Regions from separate parts of the Mus musculus genome. Here region 2 is linked to region 1. The links are chromatin contacts, called in public promoter capture Hi-C maps. All regions are on one chromosome and are shown on one strand. Each heading gives the region's core, a stretch centred on a gene start, on an enhancer-like site or on the middle of the called end of the contact. The rest is flanking DNA. Distances are from core to core; before and after follow the strand shown. Region 1 holds the start of Cyba (cytochrome b-245, alpha polypeptide). Region 2 holds the start of Zdhhc7 (zinc finger, DHHC domain containing 7).

Region 1 (2,774 bases), core at 179-2,678:
GACACACACACAATCTGAAAAAAATCAAATGTTAAAAAAACAAAAGGAAACAAAGTACATCCCTGTTGATTGGACCTAGACAGTTCAGAACCTTCCCAGGACAGTTGTGCTTTCCCGTAAAAAGAAAAGTTAGCGGAAGTCACACTCGGTGGAGAAAGTAAGTGGCCACAGCCTGTGACTCCTCAGCACAGGAGACTTGTGTCAGCCTGAACACCCTGAACAATTAGCTGAGGCAGTACATAGAGACCTTAGCACACACGAGGACAGGAGACACTGCATGGACAGCGCTCGCCAGGTCTTCCCACCCTTAGGTGTGTCTGGCACCCCCACTTCCTGGAGGTAACTTTTGAAACCGTCCATAGTGGTCACAGGACAAACCACTACTGGCAGGAGGCTGGGAAGGGTAAGAAGGGAGACTGCAGGTGGGGGAGGGGCGCCATTTTCAAAAGGTTGGGGTTGCAAGGCCTTCCACGGGAGCTTCCAGCGTGGGCTGGGGGAGATTTCTCTATCACCTCTTCGATGCGCTATTCCCGGGTGAGTGGAGGGGGGTCTGGGCCATCCTCCCTGCCCTGGCAGGTCTTTTCTGGCTCCCTTCGGCTTTGAGGCATGTCTGCAGTTTCTAGTCTCAGGCCTGCTGCTCATGGTCTGGTCTATTAGGTTCCTTTCCTGGTACAGTGAAGCCCAGGGGTCCCACTGCCCCTTGGCAAACCTCCCAGACAAGCTGAACTGTTCAAGCCACGGCCAGTGTCAACCTGACTAAAGACTAGTGTCCTGCATCTTAACTCGGCAGGCCATCAGGGCTAAGATCACTCTGAGGGGTGTCCAGACTCTTGTGAAATAGTTTCTGCGCACACTTCGCTTGTGGGATGGAGCCGATTGCTCCTCTAGGATGAGCTTAGCTCCTATCCCAGGCCCCTCGGGGAGAAGCCGGAGCCCGAGTGACCTCAAGGCCAGAGTCCCAACTCCTGGCCAAGTGGGCTGTGCGCAGAAGAGGGTCTTCCGGGGGTTTTCCTAACCAGGCGGGAAACCACCGAGTGAATGTCTCTTCCCCAGCTGTAAGCAACTTCCTCCTCTGAGGTCCCAGCGCGGACCCAACAGGGTGCAGGGCGGGGTCGCCTCTAGAACAGGCGGCCGAGCACGGCCTGCAGCGGCCACCGCCCGTCCTGTGCCCGGAGGCCCCGGTAGGTCTCTCCGAGGATCCGCGCTTTGAGGTCCGCAGAACCAGCCCGAGCCCTGCTTCCCCCGCGGTGCCCCACGGGTCCTGAGCAACCCCTCCACCCGCAGCCCACCTCACTCACTCAGGCCAGACGCCAGCGCCTGTTCGTTGGCCCACATGGCCCACTCGATCTGCCCCATGACGAGGACCCTGCGCACACGCAGCAGCCCGGTCCAACTCTGCAGCCCACTTCGCAAGTCCTCACTGATCGGCCCGCCCCCTGCTCAGGCCCCGCCCTGTCGGGCTGTGCCCCAGAGGCCTCCTCTGCACCTTCCCTTTGAGCCTTGGTGGGTGGGACAGTCTCCCCATCGACCTCTCTCTCCAGCTGGAAAGTACCAGGGCCACTTGTGACTGCTTGTGACTTGTGACCGTACCCCCCCAGGGCCAGAGGCGTAAGTCACTTCATCCACCTGCTCCTCTAGTTATCAGATAAAGGCTGCTCCCTAAAAGGAGATGAGGTTACTTCCGACCCACTGTGAGCTGGGGCAGGTGTGTGTCCTGGGTCACGTGACTACGGGGTGGGGGTAGGGGACCATAGTGTGCAAGGCTGGGAAAACCCAGAAAGCAGGGGACAGAACACCGGAACACCGTTGTTCTGTTGTCTCTTTCCTCTGGCCTAGACCAGCTCCAGCAGCTGTTGCATGTATGCTGGGGTATGACTTAGGGTGGTCACAAGGTGGCAGGAGACTCTCACGGGGCTGGCTTGTGGGCAGTGGGAAGTGTTCCTGGCAGGACCCACTTCAGCCCCCACCTCTCCACTACATAGGGAAACAAGACTGAACTCAATGGCGGGTAGGACCCAGCAGATCAGTAGACCAGAGACCCTAAAGCGCTGGTTTAGGAAGAAAGAAGAAAGCACAGCCCACACGGGCAGGCAGGAACAGCACACTTTATTCCTGTGGTCCTCAGGTCCACTGACTGCACCCTCATGAGGCACCCACACACACAATGGACCCTACCTGTGGGCTCGACAGCCCCTACCCTCACCAGGAGGCTTTATAAAGAAACTGTGGCCTGAGTCTCAGCAGAGAGGCACCGCTGTCTGAGCCATCACGCTTAGATGGTTACTGAGGCCCTCAGAGCATCTTGGGGGAGGGGGGAGGCACCGACTCCCCATCCCTGATGAGCAGCTGTCTGGAGTGCTGGAAGGTCCATCGAGTGGGTCAGCTAGCCCTTCAGAAACCAGCGGGGAACCGGAGGCACTTGAGAGGGGTTCCCGTGATCGCCTAGATGGCTGCCCATCACACTCGACATCCCCCAGTATAATCGATCATCAAGCAGCCCTTCAGGAGAGGCTGACCAGCAGGCCAGCTCCCGAGTTCCAGTGGGCAACCCCTTTCTCCAAATGGCACTGGACGTGGAAGAGGTCAAAGGTCCCGTTGTGGCAGTCCATCCTGGCCTAGCAGATGATCATGAGTGTCGTCTAGGACTTGAGGTCCTGGTCCGACCTGGGGGGAGAAAAATCAGTGTCCAGTCATGGGGTGCGGCAGTAGCCGCTGCTCCGGAGACTTTACAGGTCAGAGACTCTAAGGCAGGATTAGATTGGGGGGGGTGGTGA
Region 2 (2,700 bases), core at 189-2,688, 2.3 Mb before region 1:
AGTTTTATTTTTAAGTATATCAACCGACCAAGCGCCCAGACACTCAAGAGTCAAGTGCTGTTGAACAAATTCTGAGTGAAATTATCTCTTCACTTTTTCCCACTCTCAGCCCAGAAGCCAGTAACTCCTTACCAGTAACTCCACAGAGTACACAACACAGTTTCAACACCCCCAACCTGTCTATTTTGTGCAACGTTCAAAAAATGAAATTAACACTCCCATTAGCCCATTTTGTAAAATACCTCCAAGAACCTTTCTCTTTAACCACTTCTGCAGGGGCAAGTATCACAAGGTATCTTTTTTTGTTGTTGTTTCTAAATGTAGCATGAATTAAGTGAAAGTTATAAACAACTTTGGAAAGATCAGAGTGGTGTGCTGGGCAGATTTACCAAGAAATATAAATGACCTCTCTCCCAAGGCAGTAAAATAAACACAAGTGTACTCCCTCACTAAGGGGACTGATTGCAAAGCAGACTGTAGCTTGGATTTGGACAGCGCCACACACACCAGTGAAAGCCGCTACAGTGCAGACTGCTGCAACTATGACTACTCCAATTTAATTGCCACAATAAACTGGCTGTTCACGAGCTAATAAAATGTGCCTATTTAATAGCTAGAAGGGACTTAGTTCTAGAAATAATGACAGCTCAATAGAGTTGAACCTTATTGCCCTGAAAGCTGACCCGATTATCCCAGATGCCCTTCCGGGTAACTACCCTCCTAACACCATGGCCAGGGGCAGGGGGGAAGAGAAGGGAGACCGGCAAAGAACAGAAGAGTCCCGCTAAAGAGAGACAACAGAGGCCTTGGGAAGACAGACCTGCGACGAAGCATGACCATAAAAAAACTTGACAGCTCGCAGACCGGTGACAGCACTTTATGACAGCCACCCTGACGTTAGCTCTGGAGCGCCCAAGGTCAGGCAAAAGGCTGCAGGTGCAAATGGGGCTCGATCCTGCGGGGTCCGCAGAGGAGACTGGAGAGCCCCCGAGGGGACCGCAGCGCGGAGGCGGCGGGGAGCCGCCCGGGGTCGCGGCCGCCGCTCTCCCCGCACTCACCCGAGGCCCGGGCGGGGTCGCCCAGTGCTGAGGCTCCTGGTGGCCGGCGGCTGCAACGGCGCGGGCGGCGACGCATCATGCGGCAGCGCTCATGGCCGGGCCGGGTGGACCCGGATCCGGCTCGGTTCCGCGCTGCTCGGGCCGGCCGGGCCGGTGGGCGAGAGGCAGCAGCCCCAGCAGAAGCGGGAGCCCGACGCCGAACTGGCACAGCCGAGCCGAACGACCCCGGAACTGGACCAGGCCGAGGTCAAGACGCTGCGCCTGCGTCCTTCCGGTCGCGCCGCCCGGGGCTTCCGGGAGGCGGATCGCGGGGAGGCTCTGGCGATTTCATCCAAGACCGGGCTTCCAAGAACTCGGCGGTTCTTGGAGGAGAGGCAGCAGCATCTACGGCAAGACTACTAAACGGAGATCCCCCGGGAAGGGTGGCCCGGAAGAGAAATCAGTGCCTACGGGGCGCCGCGAGGGCCACGCCGCGTTGCCGTTCGAGAGCACTCGATAAGGCTTCCCGCCGCACCATACATAGATGAAGTTTGTGGCGACTCCGATTCTCTTTTTAAGGATGTCGGTGCCAGGTGGAGGAGGGAGAACTACGGAGATGAAGGATAGAGGCGCGGGGGTGGAAGCAACTGAGCCAGAGGGCGTTTGGGAGCCCGAGGCAGCGCCCTGGACCGGAGATGGGACTCCTGGGTCCAGGCTTGCACACCTCCATGCCCAGGTCGCTGGAGCGTCGCTGCGACCCCTTCCTGATGACCGGCCAGAGTTTTGCGGAGGTAGAAACGAGTGTTTTTATAACCTTCACCCGTCCCCTGCCTCTTGAGTCCCCTGACAGACTTAGCACAATTTGTCCAGGGCAGAGAAGTGTTTGGTAGTTAAACTGGCAAACGCAAGGTGTGCTGTGATACTAAAAAGGGCTATAATGACAGCTCCGGGATCTAGCCCATTGGGGTACGCACGCCATCTTCGCTGGGTTTCCTGTCCCCGCGCCCAGAAACTGCTATTCGAGCCAGATTTTTGGAAATAAGGGTGCATTAGATTAACTGCTCCAAAATTACAGCTTTTAAGTTTAGGCATGGAAGTGCACGCCTAAGTCCCAGCACTCAGGAGGCTGAGGCAGGAGGATTCGGAGTTCGAGACCACTCTAGACTATATAGTAATGCCATCTTGAAAAAAAAAAAAGCATCTTTTGGGTTTGAAAAATTATGGTTACATCTTTTTAATCTTATTTAATTCTTTCTTTAATTCTTATGTCTGTGGGTGTTCTGCCCGCATATATATATCTGTGTACCACGTGCATGCTCGAGGAGGGCATTTAGATACCCTGGAACTGGCGTAAGCAGTTTTGAGTTGGCTTATGGGTGCTAAGAAACCAAACCTAGGTTTTCTGGAAGGACCACCTCTAAGCAGACTCGCAGGCTCTGTAGCCCCTTTTGTGGTTACGTCTTGTGCATCCATATACTCACTATGGTACCAACCTTTCAGGTGCCTCTTGTTTGGCCTGCCCTAGGTAGCTATTTCCTCAGGATGGAAAGCGGGGCTCAGGACACCCATAAGACCCGGGAGGTCTTGTGGATCATGTAAGGAGTACACTGTTGCTGGTTAGAGGAGACTTTCTGGAGCCTTGCAGGCTGTGTCATGAGCATGT

Evidence for each region. Promoter capture Hi-C pulls out the DNA fragments that hold promoters and counts their contacts.
Region 2: a promoter capture Hi-C map of pre-B cells shows a contact between it and region 1, with 2.2 times the contacts expected there. The contact joins the promoter of Zdhhc7 here to the promoter of Cyba in region 1. A contact is called at or near these places in 2 of 39 promoter capture datasets (liver and pre-B cells).

What each region holds. Positions count from the first base shown.
Region 1 is chr8:122,431,512-122,434,285 of GRCm38.p6, forward strand. It overlaps Cyba (cytochrome b-245, alpha polypeptide), which reads right to left and starts at 1,429. Exons shown (of 6, transcript NM_007806.3): 1 at 1,299-1,429. The coding sequence starts at 1,356. It overlaps Mvd (mevalonate (diphospho) decarboxylase), which reads right to left. Exons shown (of 10, transcript NM_138656.2): 10 at 2,085-2,664. The coding sequence ends at 2,584.
Region 2 is chr8:120,100,034-120,102,733 of GRCm38.p6, forward strand. Zdhhc7 (zinc finger, DHHC domain containing 7) reads right to left here and starts at 1,439. Exons shown (of 8, transcript NM_133967.3): 1 at 1,059-1,439.